3 separate regions of the Gossypium hirsutum genome follow, and all the other regions are linked to region 2. The links are chromatin contacts, called in public Hi-C maps. All regions are on one chromosome and are shown on one strand. Each heading gives the region's core, a stretch centred on a gene start, on an enhancer-like site or on the middle of the called end of the contact. The rest is flanking DNA. Distances are from core to core; before and after follow the strand shown. Region 1 holds the start of LOC107957495 (threonylcarbamoyladenosine tRNA methylthiotransferase). Region 2 holds the start of LOC107957487 (NDR1/HIN1-like protein 6). Region 3 holds the start of LOC107957493 (transcription factor IIIA).

Evidence for each region. A called contact is a pair of places that touch in the nucleus more often than the background predicts.
Region 1: a Hi-C map of leaf shows a contact between it and region 2, with 2.7 times the contacts expected there. The contact joins the promoter of LOC107957495 here to the promoter of LOC107957487 in region 2. A contact is called at or near these places in 4 of 34 Hi-C or Micro-C datasets (callus, leaf and seedling).
Region 3: a Hi-C map of leaf shows a contact between it and region 2, with 3 times the contacts expected there. The contact joins the promoter of LOC107957493 here to the promoter of LOC107957487 in region 2. A contact is called at or near these places in 8 of 34 Hi-C or Micro-C datasets (callus, leaf and seedling).

What each region holds. Positions count from the first base shown.
Region 1 is chrA05:31,872,944-31,875,643 of Gossypium_hirsutum_v2.1, forward strand. LOC107957495 (threonylcarbamoyladenosine tRNA methylthiotransferase) reads right to left here and starts at 1,258. Exons shown (of 11, transcript XM_016893012.2): 1 at 979-1,258; 2 at 848-886; 3 at 1-23. The coding sequence starts at 1,137. It overlaps LOC107961217 (protein PHOTOSYSTEM I ASSEMBLY 2, chloroplastic), which reads left to right and starts at 2,233. Exons shown (of 4, transcript XM_016897415.2): 1 at 2,233-2,550; 2 at 2,671-2,700. The coding sequence starts at 2,422.
Region 2 is chrA05:32,044,978-32,047,677 of Gossypium_hirsutum_v2.1, forward strand. It overlaps LOC107957487 (NDR1/HIN1-like protein 6), which reads right to left and starts at 1,301. Exons shown (of 1, transcript XM_016892999.2): 1 at 253-1,301. The coding sequence starts at 1,244. The coding sequence ends at 465.
Region 3 is chrA05:31,899,492-31,902,191 of Gossypium_hirsutum_v2.1, forward strand. LOC107957493 (transcription factor IIIA) reads right to left here and starts at 1,344. Exons shown (of 6, transcript XM_016893003.2): 1 at 1,081-1,344; 2 at 857-982; 3 at 1-108. The coding sequence starts at 1,206.

The sequences.
Region 1 (2,700 bases), core at 8-2,507, 170 kb before region 2:
CCCGCCATATATTCACTGTCACTCTGACAAGATGTCAAAGTATCAGATAAACTAAAAGCAAAAATCAAATTGAATTCTAGACTTGGAAAGATGTATGAACATGAGTGAGATGGGCTGCACCTTTATTCTTTTTCACAACAACACGTTAAAACTCAATTACAAGATCAGGTTTGACATGTAATCAATACAACTAGTATCTTTAATATTAAAAGATTTTAAATTAGTATAGATAACACGATATATTACAAAAGCAATTTTTGGTTAGATATAAGGTTTTCTCATATTCAATGACTTTCAAGTGTTAACCTATGTTACCAGGACTAGGGAATGAGTGTCACACACGGGTATGCTTAGTTTTTCTTTAAGTTTTATCACATAATTGGAAGATCAACCTGATATTCGAATATAGGTTGACAAGTGTTGGACTCTAGAACAAGTATTGGATACAAGTATGTATATAGGTATGCTCTTTTATTTTTCTAAGTTTCTTCATATAATTGGAGGATCAACCTCCATACCACATTATTATAGAAAATAAAGTAATAAACTCAAATTCACAAGACATAAGAGCTCAAGGCAGGGTGCCTGCTATTTCAACTATTTAACATCCATGAATTTCAATCATATCTTATGGATAAGCATGTAAGACACAAACTCTTGGTGAATCTAAGTATTTGAGGGAACAAAAAGAAAGAGCTAAAAAGAAGTTAGCATTCAGATATTTACAACAAGACAAAAACGCAGTTCATTGAGTAAACCACAGTTTTTGGGTCTTCTTTTAAGCTCAAAACCACCCATTAAGCTATTTCCTAAAACATTACAAATTAAAAAAAAAAGGAAAACTTGCCTGGTTATGTGAGCATCCAAAAGTCTTGACATAAATAGTCTGCAACAAAGAAATTGAAAAAGAAAAAGAATGAATAACTATTTACAAATTGATAAATGATAAATATAATTATATTAGGAAGTAAGAAGGACCTGAGTGCCAGGGATTTTGGGAGGATCATTCATTTGAGAAACCTTGCTGGGTTTGGCTTTGTTCTTTTTCCTGGGATTAACTCCAACCGCATTCAAAGGTAACCTAAACCCAGGAGGAGCTCCGCCGCTGCCGACCAACAAATCTTCTATGTCTTCCATTTCCTTGGATCGTCCCTTTCGACTTCAGAGGCCGCTGCACTGCAAAGTGCAGGATAGAAAAAAAGCAAACCAGACCCTGTTCTGCCAAAAAGTGAGCTTTGGGTTCACTAATCGGGCTTTTGCTTCACTTTAATTCATTCCAAAACTATAATAAAGACAGAACTTGCTGGGCTTTTGTTTTCTGATGTGAACTAGAAGCTCAAAACAGCCCAAGTTTTCTGGTCCCTAATAAAGCATACCAGTAAAAAGAAACACTCCCGATTTTTAAATTGAGCAAATTCGTCCCTACAAAAAAAACTGGAGTAATTTAATACCTTTCAATTTTGAAAGTGAGAAATTGAGGAAAATTAATCACAGTATTAATGGCTTTCATAAATTTTGTATATTTTTTATTGGTATACTAACAAATTTAGCCTTCAATCTTTACATATTTTGTTAATTTGATTTTGATTCTAAAAAAATCAACAAATTTAGCCTCAACATTTACACATTTATAGAAATATTGTGGGCTAAATTTATTAAATCTTGACCAAATTGATAGAATGTGTAAATTATGAGAGCCAAATTTGTTATTATATTAGTCAAATTTATGTAAATTTGATGAAAAATATTAACAATGTGATTAATTATTCTTAATTGCTCAATTTTGAAATCGATAATGATTAAACTGCTCTGTTTTTTTAAAAAAAACAAATTTACTCAATATTAAAATTTAGAGAGACTGAAGAAGTGTGTTAACCCATATATACGATGAAGGTTTTGAAAAAATAAAGGGTTAATGCAAATTTTGACTGCAATTAGATTTATTTTGGTTTTTTAGTCTATTTTAGTACATGAATTTATTAATTAGGTTTTATTTTGGTCATTCAAATTAGAAAAGTGTAAAAGTCTATTTTAATTTATTTATCATTAGGTTTGTTATTTTTAAGTAATGTCATGATATAATCTCAAAATATTATATTATCAAACTTATACATATTTTTCCAATTTAATGGTTAAATTTAAATACTAAAATAGAAAAAAAAAGATACAAATACTAAAATGGAGGAAAAAATTATATTAACCAAAAAGATATAAGGTCTAGGGTGCAATGGATTTGAGTGATAGAGAGCGGGAGATATAATGTAGGGTAGGCAAGCCAAGTGGCCTTCGTATATAATAAGTGATGGCATCCTTTATCCAGTTCTCTTCAGCCTCAATTAAAAATAAATATTTTGTGGTGCTACTTTCTTTATTTGTTTACGAGTTAATAGGTTCAGCACTTCATTCCACTCTCATCTCACAATGGCAAATCTCTCAGCTTTACCTCATCTTCCTCAATACACTCCTGGGATGCTAATTAATGGAAATAAGCAGCTAATTAAATCCAGAGCTTTCCCTGTCTTTGCTGCAAAATCTGGTCCCTTAAACTCGGTAATTAAACTCTCTTTCTCCTCTTCTAATTGATAAGCTTATTTACTGAATATAAGATAATGTAATATATGATTTATTAGTATACATTAAAATCATTCACACTATATATACATATTTCAGATCTTGAAAAGATGCCAGAAATGTGGAGGC
Region 2 (2,700 bases), core at 51-2,550:
GCATCTATTTGGCAAGGAGGACAAATCCAAGCCTGGGAACGGAATCTATTTTCTCTTAAATCATTTCGGCTTTAACATTCAATATTTAGTCAATACTATTCGAAGCTCTGACCCATTTTAAAACAACAATTTTGTTTTTAAAAAATGTTTCCTGAATCTAATATTTTTGTCATCACTCCCAAATTTCGGATTTTGAAAAGAATAGGATATTACTATTATGATCTTCAACAAAAGAAAAAAAGGGTAATACTATTGTATAATATATAGGTCTAGAAATAAATAAGAAATTACAGAGCTAGGTGCAAACAAAACAGTGTTTATTTTATAATATGGAGGACAAAACCTCATAAAAATCCTCCATTCTTATGGCAATACCAATATTAAAGAACATAAACAAAAAAATGTGGATCAAGTAATATAAATGATATATTATATCCCACCCCCCATGGCCGTAGTTATAAACTCTAAAGTCTAAGCCTAAAGCTGCAACTACTGCTCGAAATTCTGATGGCATTGTCAGCAGATAAAGCATTCACCACAAGGCGGCACCTAATCCTGAACTTCATTTTCATGAGCTTTAAGCTCCCAAGCTTAACCCTCACAGTCTGTTTAGCCCTCAGCATCAAGGGTATGTTCCCCGTCATCTGCTGCTGCTGTTGCAGTGCCGTCAGCAACACGGTACCGTTCTGGACTTGCCCTGTCATCGGCAATACCAGCACGGTCGTGTTCCGATGACCTTGGTAGAATTTGGGTAACGCCCCTTCACATAGTTGGGTTTCATTGTACCATACGGTTATATGACTACCTCCGTCATAATATATTCCGATTCTTTTATTGGGGTTTCTGGCGGTGATGTTAACATCGAAGCTAGCAGATAAGCTGGAATTGGCTGAGCTGAGATCGAACTGCGTAACCCGCAGGCCGTCGATAGAATACTTGGGTAGCTTTGGTCGGAAAACAAGGAATAAGATGCCGACGATAATCCCCAGAATGACGATCAGAAGCAAGAGAAGAGACAGCGTCCAACACATGCACCTGCAACAACAGCTTCTTCTTTTCTTGGGAGCTGTCGAATGCTTAACAGGAGGAGAAGGGCCATGGGACCGGGAGTTGAGTGGATGTTGCTCGACAGGGTTACCGGTGTCGGATTTAGAAGTGCCTAGAGGAACCAAGGGAGCACTGGGGGAGGTTTCTGGCGGCGCTTCCACGTCTGGGACGGGATGGATTTTCTGTTGGTCCGCCATTGATGATGTATTCAATTCAATTCAAGCCTCTAAGGGAAGGTAACCATATAAATTTATTTTCTAAAATAAACCTTGAGAAAAATAGAATTAATATAGAGCAGGGGAAGGAAGCTATTGATTAAGTCATACAATAGAAGCTTCCTTTATTTGACTTTTTTCCTAAAGACGAAGTTTTGATCCAAATATTCACCTAATGGTCCGCATTCATATTACAATGCTTTTGTAATTAAAACATGTTGTTTGATGATATATATTTTATATTTAACTTTTTTTTAATAATTTCCTTCTCAACCCTATTTTTTCTTTATTTATATAGTCTTTTCTCAATTCTTTAAATAGGAAAATAGCATACTTTCAAATTTACGTTCTCTCGTATTGACAATAATGACACATCAATCGAATTGAAACTCAATTATTATTTTATTAAATTTTTTAATACAACATAAATTATTATATCACATTTAAAATTTATTTTTCTTTTCATAATAAAAAAAATTTGTGAGTTAGAAACAGATTGGGAATTCAGAATTGTTATAAAATTGACTGTAGACCAAGTTGAACCACGTGGATGGTAAATCAGCACTAATTTTATTGTTATATTTTTGAATTTGGGAGATCAGCACATAGACTTAGGATTTGTTAAAGGTTGGTCATCAGGTTTTTCATATGATAATAATCATAATTTCTAATGGTTAAAATTCTCTATTAATCCTTGTCCTTTACAAATGTTTTAAATTTAGTCCTCGTACTTTAGTTTGATCAATTTTAGTCCCTGTACTTTTCAAATTTTTGAAATTTTAATGTTGGCCCAACCAATAGCTATTAAAGCTGTTTGTTTAAATTCAATTACTAGTTATACAATATACATACTTTTGTAGATTGTTAATCCATTAATTGATTTTTCTTTTAGTGAGGAATATGTAGAAATAACAAGCCAACATAACATTAAATATATGATAATATGTTTGACGCATCAGATTTAGAAATAAAAAAATTTAACTCAATGAATTTAACAGTTATGATATGGTGATAACTGAAATTTAAAAATTTAAAAAGCACATGGTATAAAAATGACCAAATTAAATTGTAGAGACTAAATTCACAACTTTTACAAAGTATAAGGACTAATAGCAGAGTTTAACAAATTATAATAGTCAAATTGGACAAAATAGAAGCCTGTACTTGAACTAATGACACATATCGAACTTAATGTTGAAAAAAAGGAATAAAAAGTAGAGAAAATTACAAAATATTTGTTGAGGATGGCATCAACTACTTGGAAGGGGGATAAATGATACGCCATAAATCAAAGGAGCCGCCTTCAAAATTGAAGGGGAAAGACCGTCATCTGGTATGTAAGGAGGGACAAATTTGGAATTTGATGAATAGCTTTCTTTTGGGGATTTTCTTCTATGGTTCCAATTTATGTTATTATTTATTTATTTAACTGGAAAAC
Region 3 (2,700 bases), core at 94-2,593, 150 kb before region 2:
AATCAGACACTTAAAGAGTTTTCCTTGGTGCTGAAGAAGGTGGCGATTCAAGTGGTCTTTCCTCCTGTAGCTAGCATGACAATCTTCAACCGAACAAACAAATGGCCTCTGTAACAAAAGAAAGATTATTAGAATTACAAGTACATAACAACCAATATTGATGCATGCATGCACATTAACAAGTCTTCAAACCTCAAAAGTATACCACACCGCGTGATTGAGGCTCACTTGATGGAGCTTCTCAGGAGGTCTCCCAACCTGATACTGGTCCATTCAAGTTACAACAATGTAGCCTCTCGCATTTTGGAGTTCTTTTTGTGGGATCCAATGCTTCACGCTATAACATCCATTGGTTACATTATAAAATGAAGTGACTCCTGCAAAAAAGTATGTCATAAATCATAAGTGGTAATCTATGTTACACAGGCTCTTCATTTTCACTATTGCAACCTTGTCTTGCATAGCTGAAAGTATGATCCTCCAAAAATATAAATAAACTTAAAACAATTGAGCTTATCTATATCAAAAATGGATACACTCAAACAGGTAAGAGAGGTGGTAGTAAGATACAAGACATCAGGATACAGAGATAGGTTGTTTAGTCACTTATCATATGATTGTTTAAAATTGCTATAAAATTAAGGCAAATAAAACAAATACCAAAATCATGTTTAACCGTGAAGTTGGTTTATGAGTAAGCCAAATCTTCAAAAACTATCATTCTCCCATATATCTAAATATGGCAGATAGCAAAGTATCAACTAAGATTAAGTTAACAAGGTATTAGTTATTGGGCAATCAAAAGGATTATTTAAAAAAAAATTTGACCGTGAAACTAATTACAAGTTAAAAAGACCTCAAGCGAGTGGCTTTGCAAGTGTTGCTTCAAATAAGCAGGCTTCTTGAAAGAAGCACCGCACTCTTCACATGTATTTGAAGATGAAGCTCCCTCTTCTTCCTTTCCCCTTTTGTTTACTTCGTCCTGAACCAAACCCACAGTTCAAAACAAAAATAAATCTTCAGACTTAAAGCCAATTTGAATTGAAAAGGGAAAAGAAAGAAGAAGCCATTGGCAGGTACCGTATGATGAGTGAGAATGTGGGAGTTGATGAGAGACTTCTTAGATCTGCAGATTCCACAAAATTCGCAGTAATAACGCCTTATGTCTTTGAAGATGGCTCCTCCTACTTTTTTTTCTTCTTCCATTTTTAATGGATTTTCGCGGAGACTGGTTGTTAAGGACAGCAAACAGGCGAGCCGCTCTGGAAACCCTACGCTGGAGACACAAGATATTCATATATACCCTAATTACCCAAGTATTTGCCTTGGAAGGTAATGTTTTAATAGACAGGATTGGCCCATCCAATTTTGTTGAAAATAATGAATTTCTTAATGCTTTTGTTTTTAATTAAAAGTACTTAATATATAATTTAATATTTGAACCATAATTTTTTGGAATTAGTAATATTTCCGTGCGGATTAATCTTATAAAAATTTAACAATATTTGTAATTGTTCAATAAAATTGCATTAATACTAAATTTTGTACTACAATTTAAATGTAAAATATAAAATATAAAATAAAATATTCATTTATAGTTATTTTTAATTAACATGATATTCACGTGTACTAAATAAAATGGATTAATAAAATAAATATAATGAAAAATAAAAAAAAGTAAATAATAGAATAAAATAATATGCTAATTAAGATTCAAAAGTATGGATGGTTTTTCGGAAAAGAAGTATAAATAGTTTTATAAATAGAAAACTCTTGAAAAATGAAAATAGATTGGTGAACTAAGATTAAAGCTATGTAATGTTTAAAAAAGTAAAAAAAATTCAAGATTCAAAATATTTAGTATAAACATTTTTATTAAAACAAAAAAATTTAAGGAAAAAAATAGAAAAGTTTAAAAAACACAAAAAAATGTACAAAAGTAATTCAAATTACAAATTTTATAAAATACTTAAGAATAAAAAAATTTAATTCAAAATGTACACTAGATTGAGAATCATGTGGTTTATATAAAGTATATTATAGTATAAGTATTATGAATTTCTTTAATACTCTAAATCCATTTTTAAATTTGCCTATATGCTTTAGATAAATTGAGATTCTTTTTCACAACAATGTATGGCATCCCGAATGGTTTGAGACGAAGACTACTATGGGAGAGATTAAGTTGTGCTGCTCATCAGTCAACGATAGTATGGATCATACTTGGAGATTTTAATGCTTTATTACACGAGAATGAGACACAGGGTGGTTCCGGAAGTTGAGCTGCAAGCTTTTAAGAATTTTGTGTTTAATAATAACCTGAAGGATCTTGGTTTCACAGGACCCAAATTTACAAGGAGTGGAAGGTCCCCTATGAACGTCTTGACAAAGTATAACGTAATTTGGCTTGGGAACTACTGGAGCCTATGTTAATAATGTACCATCTGCCAAGAATAAAGCCAAATCATAGACCTCTGTTACTGAAGACTCTAAATCATAGCAGAGACACTAAAGTTAAACCATTTTACTACTTCTCCGGATGGCTTTCACATATTGGTTTTAATGAGCAAGTTAAGGCAAATTGAGACAATAACAAAGCTTTGTCAAACACGATAAAGAACTTCGCAGCTGCTGTGACAGTGGAACTCAAAAGTGTTTGGGAGCATTCGGTTCAAGAAACAGAAGTTGACAGCGAAACTT